2 separate regions of the Zea mays genome follow, and region 2 is linked to region 1. A link is a contact called in public Hi-C data. All regions are on one chromosome and are shown on one strand. Each heading gives the region's core, a stretch centred on a gene start, on an enhancer-like site or on the middle of the called end of the contact. The rest is flanking DNA. Distances are from core to core; before and after follow the strand shown. Region 1 holds the start of LOC100282433 (MTD1). Region 2 has its middle 28 kb from the start of LOC100191690.

The links. A called contact is a pair of places that touch in the nucleus more often than the background predicts.
Region 2: a contact with region 1 is called in a Hi-C map of leaf, with 5 times the contacts expected there. The contact joins the enhancer-like site here to the promoter of LOC100282433 in region 1. A contact is called at or near these places in 3 of 25 Hi-C or Micro-C datasets (ear, leaf and tassel).

What each region holds. Positions count from the first base shown.
Region 1 is chr1:212,871,913-212,879,487 of Zm-B73-REFERENCE-NAM-5.0, forward strand. LOC100282433 (MTD1) reads right to left here and starts at 2,849. Exons shown (of 2, transcript NM_001155344.2): 1 at 2,545-2,849. The coding sequence starts at 2,747.
Region 2 is chr1:213,011,947-213,019,521 of Zm-B73-REFERENCE-NAM-5.0, forward strand. No RefSeq gene overlaps it. Among protein-coding and RNA genes, the nearest start is that of LOC100191690, 28 kb to the right of the region's middle. Within about 2 kb of position 2,940, at least 14 of the 20 cell types and tissues checked have an H3K27ac peak or open chromatin away from gene starts, as enhancers often do. A contact at or near this core is called in ear, leaf and tassel, where this site is marked.

The DNA of each region.
Region 1 (7,575 bases), core at 1,599-4,098:
TGCCTGTTATACTAACCTTTTCGCCATAACACCTCACAAGCTTTCACCTTACTCGGCCCGTTGTATCTTTTTTGGGTACTCCCCTGATCATAAGGAATATTAGTGTCTCGATATTTCCACCCAACGCATATTGATCTCTCGGCGCGTCGTCTTCAGCGGTCCCTTCTTCACTTCTTCCTCCAGTGTCATCCAAAAGTTGGACTCCCTTCTTGAGACTGACATTGTGGCGCTCTGGACAACCACCCCTCCTTTTTCCGCCAGTAGGATTCTTCTTGGTGCCTCCAACCATGCCACTTGCTCCCTTGGAGCCCTTTACTGTGCCACGCACGGCCATAGTGTCCCCTACTACGTCTTGTGCAGTCCGCTGCAGCCCCTGCTACCCCTCACACATGCTCACCGTATTCGGTTGAGCTACGTTTGCCAACTCCTCCCGCCACTCACTTTGTCAAAACTGTGCATGTCTATTAGCGCCGTGCATGGGAGGGTGTCCCAACTCGCTCCTCCTCTCCTTTACTGTGATCCCCGTCACTTCCATACGATGGTGACTCGACAAGCTGTTGGGGTTCTTCCACATGTTGACTACCTCGTACTTTCCTCGACCTCCTCACAGTCAGTCTCCTCTACACCATCTTATGTCCATCGCGCCCTCACCAATCTTCACTAGCATCGCCTATGAAGGAAGATTACGGAGCTCTGCTCGCCAATCATATTCATACCTAGGATTTCATGTCACATCCCCTTGGTGGCAACGTGGTGACCAACAAGTGGGTGTAGACTCAGAGGAAGGACAACTCTCTAGGTAGGTACAACCGTACAAGACTTGATGTGTCCTCTGAGCTTTCACTCTGCATCCTAGTGTTGACTACGATGAGACTTTCAGTTCTGTGGAGAAGCCTGCTACTTTCCGTATAGTTCGTCGTCTCGCAGTCTTGGCTGGTATTGGGTATTGCAGTTGAACGCGGCCCCATGCATCATTCCTCCAGCAAGTACAATATACTCTAGACATACTTGATCACGCTAGCATTGTGGACTGTAAGTTGTATGCCACTCCAGTGAATGCTCAAGTGAGGTGCTCAGGCGAAGGTTCCTCAAGTGTCGGTGCTCTAGTTAGTGACCCCACTGTCTACTGAAGCCTTGTTGGGGGCCCTTCAGTACCTCACATTCACCAAGCTGATATTAGGGATGAGGCCATCTTGTGGAGTATGGCAGGAGCTAAAGACAGTGGTGACATTTGCACATATAGGTTCCTGGTCGTTATCCTTTTTGTTTCCTTGGCAAGGTCCATGTATTGAACCCTTCCCTAATGGACTTGTACGAGTCTTCTACTCTTCTTAGACTCCCTTTCTTCTTTAACATAAAAATGCACATCACTCCTGCACCATCCCAGAGACAGGTTTCAAAAGGACTAAAGGTCATGTTTTGAGTTTTGACTAAACAACAAATCCAAAGTTGGTGAGACCATGGATATGCTGTGGGGGAACAGTACTTATGCTGAAGTGTATGGATGATATTATGGGTACTCATAAGCCAATAATTGATGTTCTGTGGTTCAGAGACACGCAAACCTCTACAGTCTTTATCAACAAAAAGTTGCTGCTTAAGATTGGTTGGTACCATGTGAGCCAGGTCCTTTTCAGTTAGTTAATATTTTCAACCAAAATGTGCCATTATTACCAACATGCATTTCCCATGCCAGATATCCCAGATGAATAATTGATTTCCGTATTCCATGTTTAAATTTAAGAAATATTTTGTTACGCATTGAAAGTGTTGATATGGTTGCACTATTAATGTATGCAAATACCACTCATCTCCTTAAAAATAAAAGCTAACGAGTCTGCTTCGGTCACATGTCAAAGAAGACGGTGGAGTGTTCCTTGCCACATGAGCTTGACATGTCAGAATTATCCAGAAAAAGCAGGATCCGATTTTGATCCAATTTTTCTCAAAAGATACAGATATTTTGAAAGTTTTGTAGTGGTAATCATTTCAGAGCCGTTTAACTACAGGGTCACTCTAATAAAATGTTATATGTGAAATTGCAGATAGACCTGACATTTTAAAAAGCAGCAACCGCACAGAGGCATATGAAGACTATGCAGATTAACAACAAAACAGTTTTGACATTTTTTATCTGCAACCTAGCTAAACCATCGCAAAATCTAGTCTATCAGACAAAGCACCTAATGACAATTCGTTGTTCTACTACCTAACATCCAAGTCATCTCTAATCTCACGTTTCCTCCTTTATGAAATAACAAAGCTAATATCTCAAAAATACTCATTGAGTGCAAAACGTAGCAGTGTACCATTTGTAGAAAGAAGCGGCAGAATCACACCCACAGAGTAATCTCTGCAATTCCAATAAATTAACCTGAATATTTTCTAGGAAAATAACATACAGAAATCAAATGGGAATACTCCAAAGAAAGCAAATTAGCTGCTTCTTCACAGATTCCCCCAAAGAACCAATTTCTCCTGCAGAGCCCAGATCACAAAAAAAAAGTAAAACAATCTATCAAGTATGAACTGGCAATAACTCACCGAATAGGCAGCGCCTCCTCCAATGCCTCCAACCCAGCGAGGCTGCCCCCTCCTCCTCCCTCGTACGCGCTCTGCACCTCCCCCTCCCCTTCCTCCTCCTTCCCCGGCGGCGAGCACTCGTCGCTGTCCCTGCCTATCGACGACGAGCTGCAGGCCGATGCCGCCTGGGGCGGGGCCATCGCCGCCTCGACGTCGACCGGCATCCGTCCGACCCGAGTCGCCACGCGGTCGGACAATTTCAGGGGCGCGAAGGGACGGACGACCGGACGAGGCCCAGAAGGAAGGTTTCCGCGGCGAGTGGAATTGTTTCCCTGGGTTTGTAATTAGTTTTGTGATCATGAGTGGAGTGGGGAAGTAACTGCTTCGGGATGGCGACGCGACGCCTAACTGACACGGCTTATCGATTCATATCGCGCCTTTTCTCGCGTGCTACTCTTGTCGGAAATAGCATATTTTTTAATATATATAAATGTAACGATATTATGTAACGATATAAATTCTTATCTTAAATGAGTTGTGGAATTGAATGTCTACAAAACAATGTAACGATATTATGTGTGTGCTTCATCCCTGTTCCATTTTATTATAACTTGTCAATTTTAGAAACAATGTCATAAAACGTTTCACTAAGTTTAATAGATTGACACCAAGTATTTTTATTACGTGATAACATTATTAATAAGAGAAAGAAGATGTAGGTTTTATATAGATGAAACTCTCTTGACTCAATTATCAATTATAAACAAATAATAAACTAACTATCTATGCAATAACAACAACAACAACAACAACAAAGTCGTTTCCCTCAAATAAGTTGGGATAGACTAAAGTTAAAAACCTAATAGAACTCATAAGTTAAGGTTGTTAGGATAGACTAAAGTTAAAAACCTAATAGAACTCATAAGTTAAGGTTGGGCACATAGACAGGTGTTTTCCATACACTCTTATTTAAGGCTAAGGGCATGTTTGGCATTGGCTCCAAAGCAAAACAATAAAGAGGAGTTGGTCAGAGCCTGTCAAACACTCTAACTCTAGTATTGTAAACATCATAGAGTTTTCAGAGATGCGGTACAAAATTTTGGAGTACCTCTTTTACTACTTCGCAAACTATAAAAAAGCAACTTAGACATAGAGTTTAGAGTTATTTACCCACCAATGCCGCTGGTTATGATAAAGCAATCTAAACTCTAGATCAGAGTTGCTTCGCCTAGAGTTTTAGAGTATAGAGCTGCTCTAGAGTGGAGCACAACCATGCCAAACACGCCTAAATCTTTGTGTATATCCTATTTTTTAAGTCTCCTTTTACTTGTCAACTTTGGTTTTCCCCTTTCTCTCTTCTTATTCATATAGCGCCTTAGGATCCCACTATCATTATGCACTAGCACCTATAGAGGTCTTCGTTGGACATGTCCAAACCAACTCAAGCGATATTAGACAAGCTTTTTCTTCAATTGGTGTTAACCCTAGCCTATCATGTATATCATCATTCGAGCTCAGATCCTTCTTATATGGTCATAAATCCAATGCTGCATATACATTTGTGCAACACTTATGTGTTGAATATGTCATCTTTTTACAGGCCAACATTGTGCACCATACAACATAGCATGCGTAATCGTCAACCTATAAAAGTTGTCTTTTAGCTTTTGTGGTACCCTCTTGTCATAAAACATAAACACTAGCTAACACATTAGTTCACATGTTATCTTAATCATCAAACACCAAAATCACATAATCAAATGGACCAAGTCCATTTTCCTTACAGACTAATCGCTTTCTCTCTTTCTACTTGCTATAAAACTTAAAGGGTTCGATCGAATCTTAACACCCGAAGAGTTCGGTTCTAGGTTTCATGGTCCAAACTGGCTATAATGCCACTGTTAAGTTCTATTATCTTAGCCCACTTTCCTAGCTAAGCCACTAGAACACATGAATCTTATATATATATAAGAATCGAGGTAATGGAAGCACTGGGCTTCGAATAGTAGGGAAGCCCCAGCCAAGACATGGACAGGCCACCACACGCGTGCTTGCGTCAGGATTTATACGCATGCATAAACATATTGAATAATGTGCATAAACCATGCAAAAAAATCTGTTGACACGCAAATCACGTAGGATGACTTTACAAGTTTGTTCAGCGTTTACGACTGCATAAGAACATGAAAGGTAACATCATAAACCATGCAATATCGCGACGTCAGACCATTCATGCTATTGTATATACGTGATCAGTGTGTGCGTAGATCTAGGTTGGTTTGAGATTAGGAAAGTATTGCTGTAAATTCGCGATAAATGTGGGATGGTTACCGCGTAAATCGTCGATCTGTTACGTAACGACGAATGAGGCCCAAATTACGGCGTGAAAAACACACGCTCTGATCGTGCTAGGGTTCTGGCTCGGGTGGATTTAATCATAAAACGTGAACCGAAATAGCGTAAATGAATATGAAATTTACGTAAATTATAGACCTGTTTCGTAACAGCGAATGGGGCCCAAAAATTACGGCGTGAAAATTGCGCACGTTCGATCGTGCACGGATTCTAGCTCGGTCAAATTTTAGTGTAAAACGTGAACCAAAACAGCATAAATGGGTACATATTTTAGCGTACATCATCAATCTATTTCGTAACAACGAATGGGGCCTAAATTACGACGTGAAAATCGCGCGCTCCGATCGCGCTCCGATCGTGCTCGGGTTCTAGCCCAGGTGGATTTAAGCGTAAAACGTGATCCGAAACAGCGTAAATGAATACGAATTTTAGCGTAAATCAACGATCTATTTTGTAACGACGAATGTGGCACTTGCTTTTTAGTGGAAGCGTAAAATGCAATAAGAGGTATCGTAAAATTTTGTTTAAAAATGTATAAATCACGATGGTCATAGAATGCACTTGTTTTTGTGCATAGTATGCCAAAATATAAAGTAGATCATACACGACCACAACAAGTTCTATATATAAATTAATCCTTGACGCGCTTGAGCAGTTCATACCCGGTCATCCCAGACATCCAGTAGTCGGTGATGATCATGCTAACGTTGGGGAGCAAGCCCAGCGCGCGCGTCGCCGACTCCACGGCGGTCACCCTGTACCTGGAGCCGCGCAGGATCCTGGCGATCACGGCGCGGTCCACGAAGTTGTCGTCCACTGCCAGCACGTGCTTTTCTAGCTCCGACGCGTCCACCGGCACCACCGCCTTACTGCTGTCGTTGGCCTTGGGCGCAGGGGACGGCGCCACAGACGCTAGAGCGGTGGTGGCCATCGCAGAGACGGACAAGACAACCGCTGTTGCCACCGGACCTAGGGTGCGCTGCCACCATCCGTCCGCTTCGAGAGCGCCGTCACCGCTTGCCCGCCCGCCTCGGGAGCGTCGTTGTCGCTTGTTCCCGGTGGAGCGCCGCCGTCGGTCGCCTGCCTTGGGGCGGCACCGCTGTTGGCCCCCAGGATCACCGCCGCTCGCATGTCCGAGGGAACCGCCGCCGCCGCTAAAACCTAATCCCTGGCAGCGTGGGGGTGTTTTTATAGTGGCGGCGTGGGACTAGATAACTGCGAGCGCGTGGGTGGGATCGTGGGCCCGATGCACGTAATATGCGGGACGAAATCTCGCGATGGCCCATAGACCGACACGTGCATTACTGTTTCATAAACTGAAACATATAACATCGTATAATACCAATATTTGTGTGGGGACTAGTACGGGTGCCCAGATTGCAGGAGCACAATCTTCTCGTGGGCCCGGATACCCGGATCGTGCGCAGACTATATTTGCATAAACTGATACACACATCAGCATAACTCGTATTATAATTTGGCGTAAGCAGTTATGTGCAATACGCCAAAAAGAGTCTGGTGCGGTCTGCGCTTCCTGTAGTTAAACAGAGCCCAGGGCTATATATATATGACAATGGCGGCCTTTCTCTCACTTTCACGTATAGAGAGATCATATTCCCTCTATTTCAAAATATAGCTCATTCGAGACTAAACATACACTCATTAATTAATCTATGAATGTAGTATATATATATATATATATATATGGAAGAGATATTGAAAGCCCTTGGCTTTCAATGTAGTCACTACCCCAGCCGCCTCCTGGTTGGTCAGTGCACCAGGTCAAACCTCTCCACGCGGGCTCCAGCCAACCCTCGAATCGAACACTCAATCCCCGCATGGACGAGTTCTGTTTATTTTTGCGTAAATAGCATAAATAGTTCATAGAAATAGCGTAAATAGTTTATAGAGATAGCATAAAACCTCGTCCAGCCACTGGACCATGTTCGATGAGTAGGCATATGTATCCATATCCTATTTTTATGCTAGATCCGATGATTATGTCAGGTCGTAGAAGTTTCCATTGCATGTGCGATAGATTTGGGTGGCATTTTTATTTCCATTGCATGTGGCTGATTTGATTTGAATACTTTATTTTCCTCCATAAATATAAGATCTCTGCAACAATCATGCAACTAGCCTCATTAGAACCAGTTTATGATATATATACTTATACTAATTATGCCACACGGTGTATGTATTTATGCAATGTGGTATGCTACGTAAAAATATGTTTCCTGCTGCATGCGCACAAACTTAGGATAACAAGAATGTGCGTTGAAAAAAATGGATTGGCATGCATGTAAACAAAAAACCTGATTTAAATGCTTTATTTCCTCGATAAATATAGGATCACTCTAACAGCCAAGCAGCTAGGCTAGTTAGAACCAGTTTATGATATATACTAATATTAATTATACTACACGGTGAAGGTATTTATGTACTGTGGTACAGTGCGTAAAAAATCTAGCATGCGGTTCAAATCAACAACCCCCACGTCCATGCATCCACCATAAATCAAGGGGTTTGATTAGAGGAGTTGATTAGGGGATTTAATGAGGTGGATTGATTAGGAAATATAATTTTTTATGGCAGTAGTGGACACCATAAATCAAGTGACTACATGTGCGAGATTTTATGAAATCGTGGCGAATGGCCTTATTTCCTGGAGCGATTACCTTTTGTGAATTTTTGTTT
Region 2 (7,575 bases), core at 1,690-4,189, 140 kb after region 1:
GTCTGCGGGGCTGCACCGTCGCCGCTGCCGCGTGAGGGGCACGTGGTCGCTCGTGCCTCAGGATGGGGCATCAAAAAATAAAACGTAGCGGCATGGGTTCCTTTTATAGATGTCCAGATGTGGTGCGGCTGAACTGGATAGCACCGTTAGGAAGGAGTTCCTTTAGTTATTGCAAGTCCATGTCAGGCTGCACTCAAAACAATGCATAAGATCTTGGATTCAAGTCCTATATCTCGTCCATAAACTTTTAGAATATATATATAGAGAGAAGTAGAAGGGAGTGTCGTCGCTCGCTCGCGCACGTCTGCGGGGCTGCACCGTCGCCGCTGCCGCGTGAGGGGCACGTGGTCGCTCGTGCCTCAGTATGGAGGCATCAAAAAATAAACCCCCCGTTGCATCGGCATTTTCATTCCCCACGTTTTCATATATACACGGCTACCGCCCTTTTCTTTTTATCGTGCTTGCTATCCTATACGGCGTATGTATGGCGGCTCAGAATTTCTCCTCGTCGAATGCATGCGAGCTTTACTACGTGCGACAGAAATGGCGGCGCATATTCCGTTCCGTGCTTCAGACTGCAAGAGACAGACGAGAGACGACGTCCTGTTTCTGGAAAAAGGTCGTTGAAAGGGAATAATGCTGTATGTAGCAGCAGTGTCGTATCGTATGGATTGGATGCTCTCAAAAGAGCACATGCATGGCTTGGGTTGTGCACCTGGACGCATGGTGGTGTGCGGTGCGCGGCGAGGCTAGCGGCGGCCCGGAAGACACGGTCGCGGTCGTCACCAATCGAGCAACGGCCATATTACGGCACGTTTTTTCGCGCCGCGCCCGGCCCGAATTTTTTGTATTTTAGCCCTTAAATAGAAGTAAAATCACGTTTAGACCTAAAAAAATTTTAAACTCAGTTTTGGACCCTTAGCTCGGCGCCATAGCCTGTGGCGCCGAGCTGTGACGTGGCAGCAACGGCTAGTTGCGTCCAGGGCTGACCTGGCTCTGACGTGGTGGCGGCGCGGCCTCGTAGCTCGGCACCACAGATCTTGGCGCCGAGCTACGAATTCCTATAAAAACGCCCGCGCGGCTGGCCGAGAGCAGCTCATTTCATCCCATTTCCAAACTTCGTCAAAATTTGCTGGATTCAAAGATGAGTTGGTTCACTTCATAGACCAAGGTATGATTTCCAACTGATTCGTTTTGTATATTGGGTTGTTAGTTTAATAATTTGTATACACCTATTATATTATCATTTCGATTATTAGTTTGTGTAAACTTATTATAAAGCATAATAGGTACAAGTGATAATTATAATCGTTTATTAGATGAAAGACATGTACCGAGAGGCGTTGTGGCAGAAGAGAGGTCGTCCTCGGGAGTTATATCCGGACGTATCTAGTAAGGATGCTCCTGTTCCTCCTGAACTCCCCGTGCCTAACTGTGACTGTGGCAGACTGGCTTGGGTACATCAATCACAACATCCAGACACGGCTGCTCGCTGCTACTACCTTTGTGGCACTTTGGACGTACGTAGCTTATGACTTGTCACTTAATTTTGTTCGCATTCATTATTTTGTAGATATGTAATAGTGCATCTTTCCATTATTTTAGGGACATCAGAAGTGTTTCTTTTTTCAGTGGATCGATGGTCCTGATAAATTTGACCCTCGATATCTTCTTTTCGTTAATTGGTTGAGTGGAAAGACCAGTCATGAGCGTTTTAAGCGTTGGGTACCTCCTCCCCCGAATCCTCCACCAATGACGGATGCGGAGAAGGAGGTAGCAACAGAAAGACGGATGGACTCACCGCCTCGATGCGATTGTGGAGACCGTGCTGTCATCGACGAAGACTATGACAAGCAGTTCTGTTGTCCGAACATTGAATTTGGCAGCACCTCCCCTGTAAAGTGATGTTTATAGAACCTGCGAATAAACGACAACACGATGGTTGCCAACACAGAAAACATGTAATTTCAATGCGCTAAACAAAATCCTAACTATATAATCACTAAGAATTAACTAAACACTAACAATATACTACGCAACAAACTAGCTAACTATTTTAATAAACACTAACAACAAAATATCTAACTATTTACTAAACAATAAATAAGTGGATACCTAACTAATTACTACTAGTTTACAAACTAAGAAATTAAAAAAAAATACTGGTCGGCAGTGGGGGCGGGAGCTACCGGGGCCGGAGCGGGCGGTGGCCGATCGTTGGCCGGACTCCGGGCGGCGGGGACTGGTCGACAGTGGACTGCGGGCGAGCTCGGGGCGGCAGTGGACTGCGTGGGGCGGGCGGCGGCGAGCGAGCTCGGGCGGAGCTCGAGCGGGCGGAGCTCGGGCGGAGCTCGGGCGAGCTCGGGCGGGGCTCGCGGCGGCGAGCCGGAGCTGGGCCGGGGTCGGGCGGAGCTCGGGCGAGCTCGGGCGGGGCTCGCGGCGGCGAGCCGGAGCTGGGCCGGGGCGGGCGGGCGGCGGCGAGCCGGAGCTGGGGCAGGCGGCGGCGATTTGTGGACGGCGGCGGCGATTTCGGCGGCTGTGATTTGGAATGAGCAGAAGAGAAGAAACGCGCGCAGAGAGAAGACAGTTTGCGGGTTTTTCCTAGCTCGACGCCAAGATCTGTGGCGCCGAGCTAGGTGCCACGCGGGACTGCCACGTCACGAAACTCGGCGCCACAGGTTGTGGCGCCGAGCTGTGTTACCTCGGCGCCACAGGCTGTGGCGCCGAGCTTCGGGTCCAAACGTGCAAATAAAATTTCTGGGGGTCCAAACGTAAATTTTTGACTCGAAAGGGGCTAAAAAACAAAAAATTCGGGCGCCGGGCCGGGCGGCAGAACCCAGCACGAGGCGCAGGCGGACGCGTGCTCGCCTGCTGCTGGCGGGGATCGGGCGTCCGGGTCTGAGGCGGCGTGCCGTCGCTTTCGCCGCGCCCTCGAGCCGGCGGCCGATCGGCGCGCGGTCCGCGTGACCCCCCATGATTGCCTGTCGTCGTTAGGTTACAATGGATCTGGCTGCGTGCACCCGAGAAAATGTGTTCTCCTGGGCCTGACGACCTGGCCGGCCGGCCGGCCGGCTACTGGTCGCCTCCAGCATCTTGAATACCACCGCCCTGTCGCTGACTTCAGTTTCGGATTTCTAAAAAAACTTGAACGCGCCTCTACTTTCTAATCCCTTCAATTCGGTCTCACAAAGAATATCGCTTGATCTTTTTTTAGGCAACGACTGCTATGCAAGCAGTCCTTCTGTGCAAGCGTCCAAGCAAACCATCTAATCCATTAGATTACGATCCAACCACAGATACAACCATGGTTTGTTAGGGTTTTTTATAAAAATTATTGAGTTGATGGTGAAAGAGTTTTGTCGGGGACCATAATTAGGGGTACCCTCAAGACTCCTAAATCTCAGCTGGTAACCCCATCAGCACAAAGCTGCAAAGGCCTGATGGGTGCGACTAAGTCAAGGATCGGTCCATTCGAGGGACGCGATCGCGCCTCGCCCGAGCCCAGCCTCGGGCAAGGGCAGCCGACCCCAGAAGATCTACGTCTCGCCCGAGGCCCCCCTACAGCAACGGACACACCTTCGGCTCACCCGAGGCCTAGTCTTCACCAAGAAGCAACCTAAGCCAAATCGCCACGCCAACCGACCAAATCGCAGGGGCATTTAATGCAAAGGTGGCCTCACACCTTTATCCTGACGCACGCCCTCCAGTCGACAGAGCCGAAGTGACCGCAGTCACTTCGCTGACCGATCTGACAAGGGGACAGCGCCGCCTGCGCCGCACCGACTGCTGTGCCACTCGACAGAGTGAGGCTGACAGCAGCCGAGTCCGGCCCTAGACGCCATGGGAAACTCCGCTCCGCCCGACCCCAGGGCTCGGACTCGGGCTCAGCCCCGGAAGACGACGAACTCCGCTTCGCCCGACCCTAGGGCTCGGACTCGGGCTCAGCCCCGGAAGACGACGAACTCCGCTTCGCCCGACCCCAGGGCTCGGACTCAGCCGTGGCCTCAGCCGACGGTCCCCGCCTCGCCCGACCCAGGGGCTCGGACTCGACCTCGGCCTCGGAAGACAGACTCGACCTCGACCTCGGAGGAGCCTCCACATCGCCCAACCCAGGGAACAGACCGACCACGTCAACAGGAAGCGCCATCATTACCCTACCCCAAGCTGACTCAGGCTATGGGGAACAAGACTGACGTCCCATCTGGCTCGCTCCGCCAGACAAGTAATGATGGCGCCCCGCACGCTCTATGACGGCGGCGGCTCTCAGCCCTCCTACGGAAGCAAGAGGACATCAGCAAGGACTCGACAGCCTCGACAGCTGTCCTTCCGCCAGGCTCCAGCGCTCCTCCGACGGCCACGACACCACACGAACCGGGTGCAAAAACCTCTCCGGCTGCCACGATGGCATGTACTTAGGGCGCTAGCTCTCCTCCGCTAGACACGTTAGCACACTGCTACACCCCCCATTGTACACCTGGATCCTTTCCTTGCGCCTATAAAAGGAAGGACCAGGGCCCTCTTACAGAGAGTTGACCGCGCGGGGAAGGACGGGACGGCGCTCGCGTGAGGCCGCTCGCTCCCTCCCGCGTGGACGCTTGTAACCCCCTACTGCAAGCGCACCCGACCAGGGCGTGGGACAAACACGAAGGCCGCGGGATTCCACCTCTCACGCCCGTCTCCCTCCGGCTGCCTCCCCCCTTCGCGCTCCGTCTCGCGCCGACCCATCTGGGCTGGGGCACACGACGATAATTTACTCGTCGGTCCAGGGACCCCCCGGGTTCGAAACGCCAACAGTTGGCGCGCCAGGTAGGGGCCTGCTGCGTGTTGACGACCAGCTTCCCGTCAAGCTCCAGATGGGCAGTCTCCAACAACCTTTCCAGCCCAGGACGGTGCTCCGTTTCGGGAGTCTTGAGTTCATGTCCCTCGATGGCAGCTACGACATGATACTCCTTCCCCCGCCGCGCGACGGCGACAATGGCGGCCGACAGCCCGCCCGCCGGCGGCGGAATCGACGACGTCTTCCCCGCGTAGTGGAAGAACAACATTCGAGCTCGCCCCGTCCCCTCCCCCGCCGACGGAGGAGGAGGCGGGGCAACCAAGGCCAAGCAGGAGGCGGCACCTCGTCGGCTGTCGAGCGAGTCGATGGCGCCGGCGCCCCAACGGGGGGCACGTCGGACATCGACCTCGCGTCTGGGACGACGACGAGCGTCGTCTCCCCGCAACACGCCAACCCCAAGCAAACGGACGACGCCAGCACGCTCGCGAAGGACTTGCTGGGCGTCACCCTCGTACCTGAGACGACGGTACAGTCAGTCCCTGACGTGACTTCGTCACCGCCCGTCGACCAAGAGGTACCAATCGATTTCCATCTCACGCCTTTTGGATTCAGCCTCGACCCACCAAGCGACTTCGCTTTGGTGGACGCCCTCGTAGAGGCGAGTCCAAACCCTCTGGGGTATCGTATGCGGTCACCCTGAGACCGGCTGACGGCCGTCTCGACCTACGGGCCCTCGGGGTCCGAGGAAGATGACGAGCCCGACTTCTGTTGGGATTTCTCCGGACTTGGTAACCCCAGTGCCATGCGGGACTTCATGACCGCATGCGACTACTGCCTTTCTGACTGTTCCGACGGTAGCCGCAGCCTCGGCGACGAGGACTGCGGCCCAAGTCGTGAATGTTTCCACGTCGATCTAGGGGGTCCCAACGAAGGCAACCATCTTGGTATGCCGGAGAACGGTGATCTCCCTAGGCCTGTGCCTCGCGTTGACATCCTACGGGAGCTAGCTGTGGTCCCCGTCCCGGCGGGGGGTCATGACCCACAACTCGAGCAAATCCGCGAGATGCAGGCCAGGCTCGACGAGGGGGCAGGAACACTTGAGCCGATCCTCGGGACATCGGGCAGGAATGGGCGGGCCAGCCTCCGGCCGGAGAAGTGCGTCACCTACCCCAGGGTACCCAGCACCGCATCGCCGACGATGTCAGGGTAAGGCCGCCACCGACTTCCAGTGGAGTCGGACAGAACCTGGCTACAGCGGCAATGCTTCTTCGCACGATGCCGGAGCCATCAACCACCGAGGGGCGGCGTATCTAGGGAGAGCTCAAGAATCTCCTGGAGGACGCCGCGGTCCGATGGGCCGAGAGCTCCGCCTCCTGAAGGTAGGGGTACCCCTCGGAACATCGTGTCGCGACTTCCCGATTCATGCGGAAAGCCTCGGTCCACACCGGGCGCACGCGCAACACAGCGCCTGCGGCCCCAGGTCGCCTCGGCAACGAGCACCACCACCGCAACCGTCGGGCCCACCTCGACGAGAGGGTGCGCCGAGGCTACCACCCCAGGCGTGGGGGACGCTACGACAACGGGGAGGATCGGAGTCCCTCGCCCGAACCACCTGGTCCGCAGGCTTTCAGCCGCGCCATACGACGAGCGCCGTTCCCGACCCGGTTCCGAACCTCGACTACTATCACAAAGTACTCAGGGGAGACGAGACCGGAACTGTGGCTCGCGGACTACCGGCTGGCCTGCTAACTGGGTGGAACGGACGATGACAACCTCATCATCCGCAACCTCCCCCTGTTCCTCTCCGACACCGCTCGCGCCTGGTTGGAGCACCTGCCTCCGGGGCAGATCTCCAACTGGGACGACCTGGTCCAAGCCTTCACCGGCAATTTCCAGGGCACGTACGTGCGCCCTGGGAACTCCTGGGATCTCCGAAGCTGCCGACAGCAGCCGGGAGAGTCTCTCCGGGACTACATCCGACGATTCTCGAATCAGCGCACCGAGCTGCCCAACATCACCGATTCAGATGTCATCGGCGCGTTCCTCGCTGGCACCACCTGCCGCGACATGGTGAGCAAGCTGGGTCGCAAGACCCCCACCAGGGCGAGCGAGCTGGTGGACATCGCCACCAAGTTCGCCTTTGGCCAGGAGGCGGTTGAGGCCATCTTCCGGAAGGACAAGCAGCCCCAGGGCCGCCCACCAGAAGATGTCCCCGAGGCGTCAACTCAGCACGGCGCCAAGAAGAAAGGCAAGATGAAGTCGCAAGCGAAGCGCGACGCCGCCGACGCGGACCTTGTCGCCGCTGCCGAGTACAAGAACCCTCGAAAACCCACCGGAGGTGCCAACCTCTTCGACAAGATGCTCAAGGAGCCGTGCCCCTATCATCAGGGGCCCGTCAAGCACACCCTTGAGGAGTGCGCCATCCTTCGGCGCCACTTTCACAAGGCCGGGCCACCCGCGGAGGGTGGCAGGGCTCACGACGACGATAAGAAGGAAGATCACCAGGCAGGAGAGTTCCCCGAGGTCCGCGACTGCTTCATGATCTACGGTGGGCAAGCGGCGAACACCTCGGCTCGGTACCGCAAGCAAGAGCGTCGGGAGGTCTGTTCGGTAAAGGTGGCGGCGTCAGTCTACCTAGACTGGTCCGACAAGCCCATCACCTTCGACCGAGATGACCACCCCGATCGCGTGCCGAGCCCGGGGAAATACCCGCTCGTTGTCGACCCCGTCATCGGCGACGTCAGGCTCACCAAGGTCCTCATGGACGGAGGCAGCAGCCTCAACATCATCTACGCCGA